Linked DNA regions of Gossypium hirsutum: regions 2 and 3 are each linked to region 1. A link is a contact called in public Hi-C data. All regions are on one chromosome and are shown on one strand. Each heading gives the region's core, a stretch centred on a gene start, on an enhancer-like site or on the middle of the called end of the contact. The rest is flanking DNA. Distances are from core to core; before and after follow the strand shown.

Region 1 (3,265 bases), core at 391-2,890:
ATGCAAAGAGAGTTGATTCTCTTAGCAAGTATTTGGGGCTCAAAATGGGAAACTGCACAAGAAGGAAGAGTTCTTCAACAATCTTTTTGATAAAGTCAACAATAAGCTGGCCTCTTAGAAGTCTAAATGATAATAAATTGGTAGTGGGCTCACTCTTATTAAATCCACTCTAACCTCACTCCCCTTTTACCCACTTTATACTTTGAGGCCCCAACAAACATTTGTTGAGAAATTTACAAAAAAAAATCAGAACCTTTTGAAGGGGTTATGATACAAGCACTAAAAATCATCTTTGTCATTAGGATAAACTTTGCACTCCCACCTTTCAAGGGGGCTTAGGAATCCATAAGACTAAGCTCTTTAATGAAACGCTCTTTTCTAAGATTGATTGGCAAAAAATGATAGACCAAAATTTTCTTTTCTTCCTAGTTCTCAGAGGTAAATATTTCAGTTGTGCCCTTTTTGAATTTGTTACCTCTAAACCTTCTTACTCTTGGGTCTAGAAAAGCATTCTACATGGAAGAGATGTTTCTAACAAAGGTAAGGATATCCAGCTCTAGAATGCATAAACAAATAGATCTACCATTGGTTAAATTTGTGAGTATTTTATTAGTTTGGCTCATCTTCAAATCTTTCATCAAGTATTCTTTGTTATTATTTTTACGTAAAATTGTTTTTCTGATTTTTTTATTTTACTTTTAATTTATCTTTTTTAATTAATATTTTTTTTATTTATAAGATAAAATGATAAATATTTACTTATACAATGAAAATGTTTTTTCTCAATATATATCACTATATTAAATATATTTTAGTTTTTAAAAATATCAACTAATTATGTTTATATATTTTTCCTTATATGTAATTTTTATGTATCAAATATTTTTTCACCTATATTGTTGGTATAAGAAATTTTAATATTATAAAATCAAATAATTATTCTAAATATCATATAATTTTGGCTCTTATTATTTATCCATCTCACGTTAAATCGAATTTTTGTTTAAAAGTTTTTAATCGTTCATCATAATTTGATTTGGTTTGATTTGATTTCATTAACAATTTTTCTATATTAATTTTGAATTTTGGATTTTTAAACTTAATTTAACAAAATGAGGTGGTTTTTAAAGATTATTTTGTAAAGTTTCAAAATATTTTTTTATGAATATTTATAAAAATCATTAATTCTCGAGTAAATTAAAAAAATCAATAACTTTTATATGACAATTTTTTGAAAAATATTTTTATATAGAATTTTAATATCATTTTCACTATTTTAAATATAAATTATTTTATTTTTTACATTTTAAAAATTAAAATTAATTTTAAATAAAATAAATTATAATTAATTCAGATAGTCACAATTCTTTAATTTATATTTTAAAATTCACTTGTACAATCTAATTCAAATCGACTTTCGATTTTTCTTTCTAAATTGATAGGATGTGGTGGTTTGCAACTTATAAAGTTCTTTAGTGGTCCAAAACTTGGCCACAAATGAAAATAATAAAATTATAAAAGGATGAATTTTAAGTAGCAAAAAGGAAAACGCCTATTTCAGGTTAATTTGACTTGTAGGGTTAGGCAATGATGGCAGCAGATTCATGGTACATGGCCTGATTTCCCTTGTAATCATCAGCAGAAGACCTACTTTAGCTTTATCTTTTCCCAGCAACTCCTTCCCAACCTCTAATTTCAAGCCGCCACGATGTCTTCCTTTCATTTTAGATTTGTCAAGTAGATACCATATTATTATAATTTTTAAAAAAATATATATTATAGACACTAGTATTCATTCTTATCACATGCACATGTACAAACACACGAAATATTTAAATACAAATATATTTTTAATATAATATATAATAAATAAGTGAAACGTAAAGTTTAAAATTAATTAATAAAATCATGTGTAATATGTATAATATTAAATTAAAAAATAAAATGTATGGTGTTGTGATCAATCTTGATTTAGTACCGAGTTGACTTGTAACACTAACTTAATCAAAAATATTATCAATATAAATAATTAATGGAGGTAATGGAATGTGCATAATAAAATTAAAATATATAAATAAATTGAAATAAAGTTTTAGTTGTGTGGTAAATTAAAATTTTTCTAATTTAATTGATACGGATTCAAATATCACCATATCTTTATTGGTTTTTAAATTAAAAACATATATATGCAAATAATATAACTTATTTTAATTGCAAATGGACATATCCGTAATTTTTCTAACCAAATTGGTAACCTGGTTGAAAGTGATACCAAGTAAAGATATTAAATAACAGTATATATTTTGTACTCTTTAAAAATTAAAAGTAAAATTTAATTTATATACTTTTATTTTTATGAATTTGATTCATTTTTTATTTAGATTTTAAATATTTGGTGTAATTGTTAACAATTTTTATTATTAAATTTGTTAGTATGACATTACTCAATAGTAATGTAACTAAAAAGATAATATTGTAATGAACCTAAATATTTTTTTAAAAGAAAACTAACAAAATTAACAGTTGGACCGAAATTTTAAAATCTGAAAAATATAGGAACTAAATTCCTAAAGGGAATTCAAACACTAATTTCCAAATTTATGAAGAATATAGAAATTTATAATATTTTTCAACTTTAAAAAATTATTAAAATGTGATATAAAAATATAAATTAACACATTAAAATTTATATAAATATATGATATTTTGAATGTGTTTATAATATAATATATATTGAAATATATATATAAGCATAATACAAATATACAAATTATTAAATTTTTTTTTCATTGTTTTACAAAATAAAAACATAATTCTATTTGTTGAAACAAACATAAATTTAATTATATCACTCTTTACTTATTCATCCATTTTTGTCCCATATACCATGTTGAAGTAACAATATCAAAATTGTATCAAGGCTTGTCTATACTATAAGTAAAACACAAATTAAATTCCATTGACTTGTATTGTTTAAAAATATGAAAGACATTTGACCCAAAAAAAAAAAATGAAAGACATGTAAATTTTGAGTTGGCTTTAGCCTATTTATCAGCTCAGGGAAAAAAACAATATGTCGGCAAGCAATTTGGCTTTGGTTCGGGTCCGTTCTCAAATTTTTTAGTAATAAAATATATATATTTAAGTTTGCTAATAAATTATATATATTTTATAAATATTTTATTATCAAATTTATGTTTATTAATATTAAGATAAGTTTAATGTATTGTAGGACTCTAATATTTATTAAAAGTAGAGTTTTATA
Region 2 (3,265 bases), core at 226-2,725, 120 kb before region 1:
TATGATGAAATAACCAAAGAAATTCATTTCTATCATGCACATGGCAAACGATAAAGGCAGTGGGATCTTTGGCATACAAAACATAGGTCTACATACCATACATTTTAATACAAATGTATCCATTTCTATCAAAACCCTAAATAGTTTTTTCAACAAAATCCAAAATGAAGTCATAAACTCATTGAATACAAACATATGCAGTGCATAAACCCCATGCGAATGCAACATATTTCAACAAAGAAATCTAAAAAACCATAAACCCAAATGCCCTTAAATCGAAAAAACCATAAACCAACAAAGAAAGTTAACTGGCCAGGACACCTATTCCATTAGACCTGTAACCGAAAACGTTAGTAGGTGATTGATTTGTCACTTTTTGCTAGTGCTAATGACTGATTTGTTATTTTTTGGAAGTTGATTGTCTAAATTAAAAGTTGAGTGACTGTTGGTGTAATTTACCCTTCAATTTATTAATAAGCCATAAAGGTTGTTTGTCCCCTTGAAAGTTTTATTCTATTCGAAGTTTGGCAAAAATATCAATTTTGAAATATCAATTTAGATTATAGATCAATATTAATTATTTAAATAATATCGATTTGTTAATATTTTATTTATATTGATTTGTTTCAATTTTATTGGTGTACGGTACATGCTTCGAGATATTTATTTTATATTAAAAAAATTATGCTGATTTTAAAAAGTTTAAATAAATATAATATAATATATTAATAATTAATTGCTTCATATGTGTTAGTTTTAAAAATTTTAAATTAATTCTCTAACAAATTATATTTATTCAAAATTAGATTTTAATAAAGTTTATATAAAATAAAATAGTATATTATTTTAAAATTAACTTCTTAATACGTAAAAAAATTCAATTAACTACATCATATGCTTCATATGTGTTACTTTTAAAATTTTCAGTTTACTCAAAAAAATATATTATATTTACTTAATATGAAAAAATTCAGTTAATGTCGATTGAGTCTTAGCTTGATTAGCATGGGTATTGTTGTCAATGCAGGAGGACACCGGTTCGAGTGCGTTGATGTGCATTATCCTTCGATTTATGGGTCGGGGAGGGACTATGGGTAGTTCTAAGTATTGTGTCAAAATAGCAGATATGATCATAACCTATAATGAGATTATTTAAAAAATCAAGTTAATAATCATTTTAATTGCAAAAAGAAAACTATAAAAATAAGGTGGATGAGAGTCTTTTGGGGATTATTATTTTTAAATAAAATAGATTGGGCTTTATTACTTTGAAATCCAAAACAAACAAAAATGAAAAAAAATCTATAAAATTAAAAAAACAAAAAAACTCACGCAAACCCAAATAAAAGGCCCAAACTTATGTAAAAAAAATATCAGAACAAAAAAGAAAATTCCAAAAAGTCTACATCACTATTCCATTGCCCAATCAGCTCAATCCTTAGCAACCGTCCCAACACCTGCAATTAATTTCATTTTTCGACGGTTCAAAAGTACAAAGAGAAGTGAGTAGCATTTCCTTTCATCCTTGACATTAACTCTTTCTTTCTCCATTCTTTACCACCGCATCACCTTCTTTATTCCAGTTCCTTCGCTCTGTCCACTCCCTCCTCTAGGTAAAAGGACTCACCCCCTCTCAGTGTTTCTTTCGTAATCGGTGTGGGCTAACTCATTGGCTGATCTTGGTATATGGCTGAAAAAGATCTTTTGAAATTCGTCTCTCAACTGATGTATATATATGATATAAGCACCAATTAACGATTTATTCAGATGTATTGACTGACATTTCTTAATTGTTGACAATGAATCGCCCTCGTTTATTACTTGCACCCGACCCTGTTCTATACCCATTTGTATTGCTCGATGGCAAGCAATAGCTTCAACAGCGAAGGCTAAAAAAACCCCTTAATTAGTCTCCGCTCGTGAAAGTACCACTTTCCCTTTAGCATTCTTTGCCACAACACTCAAAGCCGATTGAAATCTCTGTCCGTCAAAAGTGCCATCAAAGTTGATTTTAATGGTTGAATCTGATGTTACCCTCTAGCACACCAATCCAGTTTCTTTTGTAATTGTCCTCTTCTCTGTCTCAGTAATCTTTACAATGTAACCCCTGATGAAATGTGCTATATCCCTCCCTGTAGCAAACTCACTCTCATGGACCCTTATGTTCCTATCTCGCCAGATAACCCATAGCGCGTAAAAAAAAGCCATCACTGAGTGATAGAACATGCATCAAATACTCCAGTAAGCCAATGTCCAAACCCAAAATCTTGATTACTTAGGAAATGTGAAAATTTAAGATCTGACCATACTTCAATTGTTACACGGCATACTCGAAACAAATGATCCACTATTTCCTCCTCCCTTTCTCAACGAGGACAGCATGTTGTGTTCACAAGTTTCTTGTATTTCATGTTAGCTAATGTAGGCAAGTAATTCAAAGAAATATTCCAAACTATAATTTTAATTTTCCCAGGGAGCTCCATAGCTTTTTGTAGAAATCACTAGAAATTGATTGTAAAGCGTAAGCACTAGAAACCCTCGAAGTATCTGTAATAGTATATAAGTACTTCGGATGGAGAACTCCCCTGAAGACTCACATCCCACACCAACCAATTATCATGAGCCTCTTTTACCAACGGAATACGGAGGATTTGGGTTGCATCCGACGTCGAGAAGGTATTACTAATTAACTCATGCTTCCATTTTCTTTCATTTGCATCTATAAGTTCTAACACCAATGAATGCTGCAAATTAAGAATAGAAGTAGATAATCTAAAATTATAATTCCCAAGGATCCATGCATCATCGATAATTGAGATTTTTTTTCCCGAACCCACTCTCCAGCCTAACCCTTCCTTTAAAACACCTTTCATATCTCATATGCTTTTCCAAATGTACGATGGACTATTTCCTAACTGAGCACTACTATTTCCTAACTGAGCACTAATAAAATCAGACCTAGGGAAATACTTCACTCTAAGAACACAAGCAAGTAACGAATTTGGAAGGTTTATAAGCCTCCATCCCTATTTAGCCAGCAAAGACATATTAAATTTTCCCATGCTCCGAAATCTCATTCCCCCTTCCTCTTTTAGTCGACACATTTGACTCCACTCACACTAATGTATCCCCGTCCGCCCTTGCCCTTTCTGCCACCAATATCTTGCTATCATACTCTCAATCTCCCCACAAAAAGATTTCGGTAACAAAAAACATGAAATGACATATGTGGGAATTACTTGCAAAACTGGCTTCATAAAAATCT
Region 3 (3,265 bases), core at 493-2,992, 99 kb before region 1:
AAAAGTATTTTTTTTCATAAAATCTAATATTTTCATTAAACTGAATCTCATGTTCCATTATTGACAATTAATTTGAATGAAGTTGCCTTTCGGTTTACATCTAGCCTATAGATAAAATTATTAAGAGCTACGTATCTTAATTCTAGAAGTGTCTTATTTAAGTATATATTTATTAGTAAATCATAACCTATGTATTTATATACTAATGCTTTTTTATGTGATTATCATGTTTAAATCTCCATATATTTATACAACTTTTAATAATCCCAACAAACTACATCTTCCAACTTTATTAAAACAATTTACATGCTATTTAAGTATCAATTAAGTTGGTATCATTGTAATCAAATCAAATTAAACATGTAATATCTTCAAATGTATGAATAATTTAGGAATTGTATAAAAAATTTATAATATATTGATCTCAACACATATTTATATTTATGTTAGAGCATAAGGGTGATAATGCAAAGATATTATTCTCTTTGGATATTGTGAATACCTCATAATTTTGTATTCCAATCTAAACAGCTAATTCCTAAATAGACGAAATCATTGCATTTGAAAAATTTTGCATAGAAAAACTCATACCTATTTAAAATAGGTATCTATTATTATATTGAAATATTTCGCTGAATTATTATCACTTTCAAACTAGATTATCAACTCAATAATAAATTTACCAAAAACCTTTCGCTATAATCTTATTTTAGATTAATTTTGTGTTTTCATATAAAATCTAAAAATATACTTTTGCATGCCAAAATATTAAGAATAAATAGAGATGAACAATAGTATATGTTGGTGTGAATTAGTAAGGTGAAGCAGTTTGAGTCAAAAGTTGTTCCAAGTAATCTGCACCTAAATCCTCAATCACCATCACATTGTTTATCCTCGCATCTCTTTCCTTCTTACTTCTACTGGTCCTTTTCCTTCTCATAGAATGTGTTCTCTTTAAAGCCACCACCGGCGAACACCCTTCTTCTTGGTTACACTTCATTTCCTCCAGTGACTCCCTCACTCTTTCCACAGGAAAGTTGAGTATGGCGGCGCTGCCTCTCATAGCAAAAGCGGCTTGATCATAAGCCAGAGCTGCTGCCTCTGCACTCTCAAATGTTCCAAGCCATACCCTTGTCCCATGCCTGGTTGAGTCCCTTATCTCCGCCGCGAACTTCCCCCACGGCCGCCTTCTTACTCCTCGGTAAGACTTTTCTTTCGTCGGACTACCCTTTTCCGTTGAGCTTGATGTTTCCGTTTTGACCTCGGTGAGTAGGCCATATAAAAGCATCTCCTCGGAGTCGTTTTCGTTGAAAGGAAGAGAGTTGTGGTTGAACGGAGAAAATTCCGGCGACCCGAATGATGATTCCGATGAGGAAATGGAATTTGGGGACTCAAGCAGGAAAGAATCCATTGATCTGCTCTGTTTTTATTTTTTCAACTCTGTTTTTTTTGGTGCAAGTGTAGGGGGTTTAAAGCAGAGCAGTAGTTTAAGATTTGGCTCCTTTATATACTTCAAATTAAGGGAGGGAGGAATTAAACGTAAAATACGACAGCGTAAAAAGGATTAACTAGTGGCGAGGGAAGATGACGTGGCATTATTTTATTGAATATTTTTAAGGTTAAATGAACACGGGGTTAATTGGAGCAAGGCGGCTAAGTCAAAGCAAGTGACGTCACTACATGATCTCAGCTTTGGTTGGGAAGCTACCATGGGGTCTTGTCCACGTGGATGATGGTGACAACTCAGCTTGGCAGTTGGAAATAACGGTTTATATTATGTGAATAAAAATTCGAAAAATAAAATAAAAAAAAGTCTCATAAGTGTTACAAGTATCAAACTATTATAACACGGATTAATCAAGCACTTACATAATGAAATCAAACAATTATAAGTGTAAATAAATTTAAAACTATCACAATTCAGACAAAAGTTAATAAACTGGACTAAAACCCAAACATAATAATTACACATTATGAAACTTGAAGACCACATATATATATATATAATAAATCTCAAACTTAGATACTCAAAATTTAAGAGCTCTCATTTTGTCAACTAAATCAAAGTATTAATGATATCTAATTTTCTTTTTTAAAGAAGGTATGAATTTTTTGAAAATCAAACTAAAAATTAATATTAATTAAAAACTTCAAACATAATTTTTTATCACATAATTCATAATTAAATAGATGAATTCATTTTTTAACACTAATGAGCTTCACCTTTTTTTAATATAATATTTGATTTGCATTGTTAGGAATGGATATGCATTTTATTTATGGTTGTTCAATGAATGGGGGCAAACATGCAGAGGACTTAGTCACACATGTCCCGACAATGAAAAGCACCATCTGTTTAGTATCAATTCTACCATCTATTTTGTGTCAAATTCCTCTTGTAGATGGAAATTGGAAAAAAACAAAAAGAAAAGAAATAACTGCAATGGCTTCATCAGGTTGGATTGAATTAAGATGTTAAAAATAATTAATTATTTTAAATTTTGATTAACTGAATTCGATCCTCTATGCTCATATTTATATATTTTTGTTAATTTAAATAAAATAATAATTAAATTGAATTAAAAAATATGTATATAATACATAAAAAAAACAGGTAAAAACAAATTATTATAAATTTGATTTAAGTAGTAGAGTTTAAGCTCAGCCTATATTTTAAACAAACAGAAATTTTTTTTCAAAATTAATTTTTCAGACCTAATTTCTTTTTATTCAAATATTCTTAAATATTGGATATAAATTCGAGTTTGAACAAATAGATTCAGCATTACAATTTTTATTACATATTGTTTAAATTATTTCTAACCTTAAACTTATGCACTTAATCGTATTCCAACTTATATATATTGCTGAAACAATAACAACATCAATTGAAAGAATGAAACAATGGACGATGACAGGTTGAGTCCTCAATCATACAACGCTTGTTTAGTATTTCATTATCCCCCGAGCCATTCACGGAGGAATTGAGGCAAAAATAGAGAGAAGGAAAAACTTGTTAAATTGATATAAATATATGACATCAATCTTAATTTAAGTGTAAACATGATGGTTCCTCTTAATAAAAGTCAAGATGACCCATGACTGCAAATTGAAACGTGGACTGAATGTTTAAATAAAAGGTTTAAGAATCTCCATGGATCCTTCACTCCACAATATATACATTAATTCCTTGGGAGTTTAATAACGAAATGGAAGTTGTTAGTACTCTGATTCTACCATTTCTCGTACAGTTGAAACTAGAAAC

The links. A called contact is a pair of places that touch in the nucleus more often than the background predicts.
Region 2: a Hi-C map of leaf shows a contact between it and region 1, with 2.1 times the contacts expected there. The contact joins two enhancer-like sites. A contact is called at or near these places in 2 of 34 Hi-C or Micro-C datasets (fibers and leaf).
Region 3: a contact with region 1 is called in a Hi-C map of leaf, with 2.3 times the contacts expected there. The contact joins the promoter of LOC107915847 here to the enhancer-like site in region 1. A contact is called at or near these places in 2 of 34 Hi-C or Micro-C datasets (fibers and leaf).

The regions. Positions count from the first base shown.
Region 1 is chrD10:42,484,221-42,487,485 of Gossypium_hirsutum_v2.1, reverse strand. No RefSeq gene overlaps it. Among protein-coding and RNA genes, the nearest start is that of LOC107915847, 99 kb to the left of the region's middle. Within about 2 kb of position 1,640, at least 3 of the 9 cell types and tissues checked have an H3K27ac peak or open chromatin away from gene starts, as enhancers often do. A contact at or near this core is called in leaf, where this site is marked.
Region 2 is chrD10:42,607,946-42,611,210 of Gossypium_hirsutum_v2.1, reverse strand. No RefSeq gene overlaps it. Among protein-coding and RNA genes, the nearest start is that of LOC107915847, 25 kb to the right of the region's middle. Within about 2 kb of position 1,475, at least 5 of the 9 cell types and tissues checked have an H3K27ac peak or open chromatin away from gene starts, as enhancers often do. A contact at or near this core is called in leaf, where this site is marked.
Region 3 is chrD10:42,583,502-42,586,766 of Gossypium_hirsutum_v2.1, reverse strand. LOC107915847 (ethylene-responsive transcription factor 1B) reads right to left here and starts at 1,742. Exons shown (of 1, transcript XM_041102481.1): 1 at 782-1,742. The coding sequence starts at 1,411. The coding sequence ends at 812.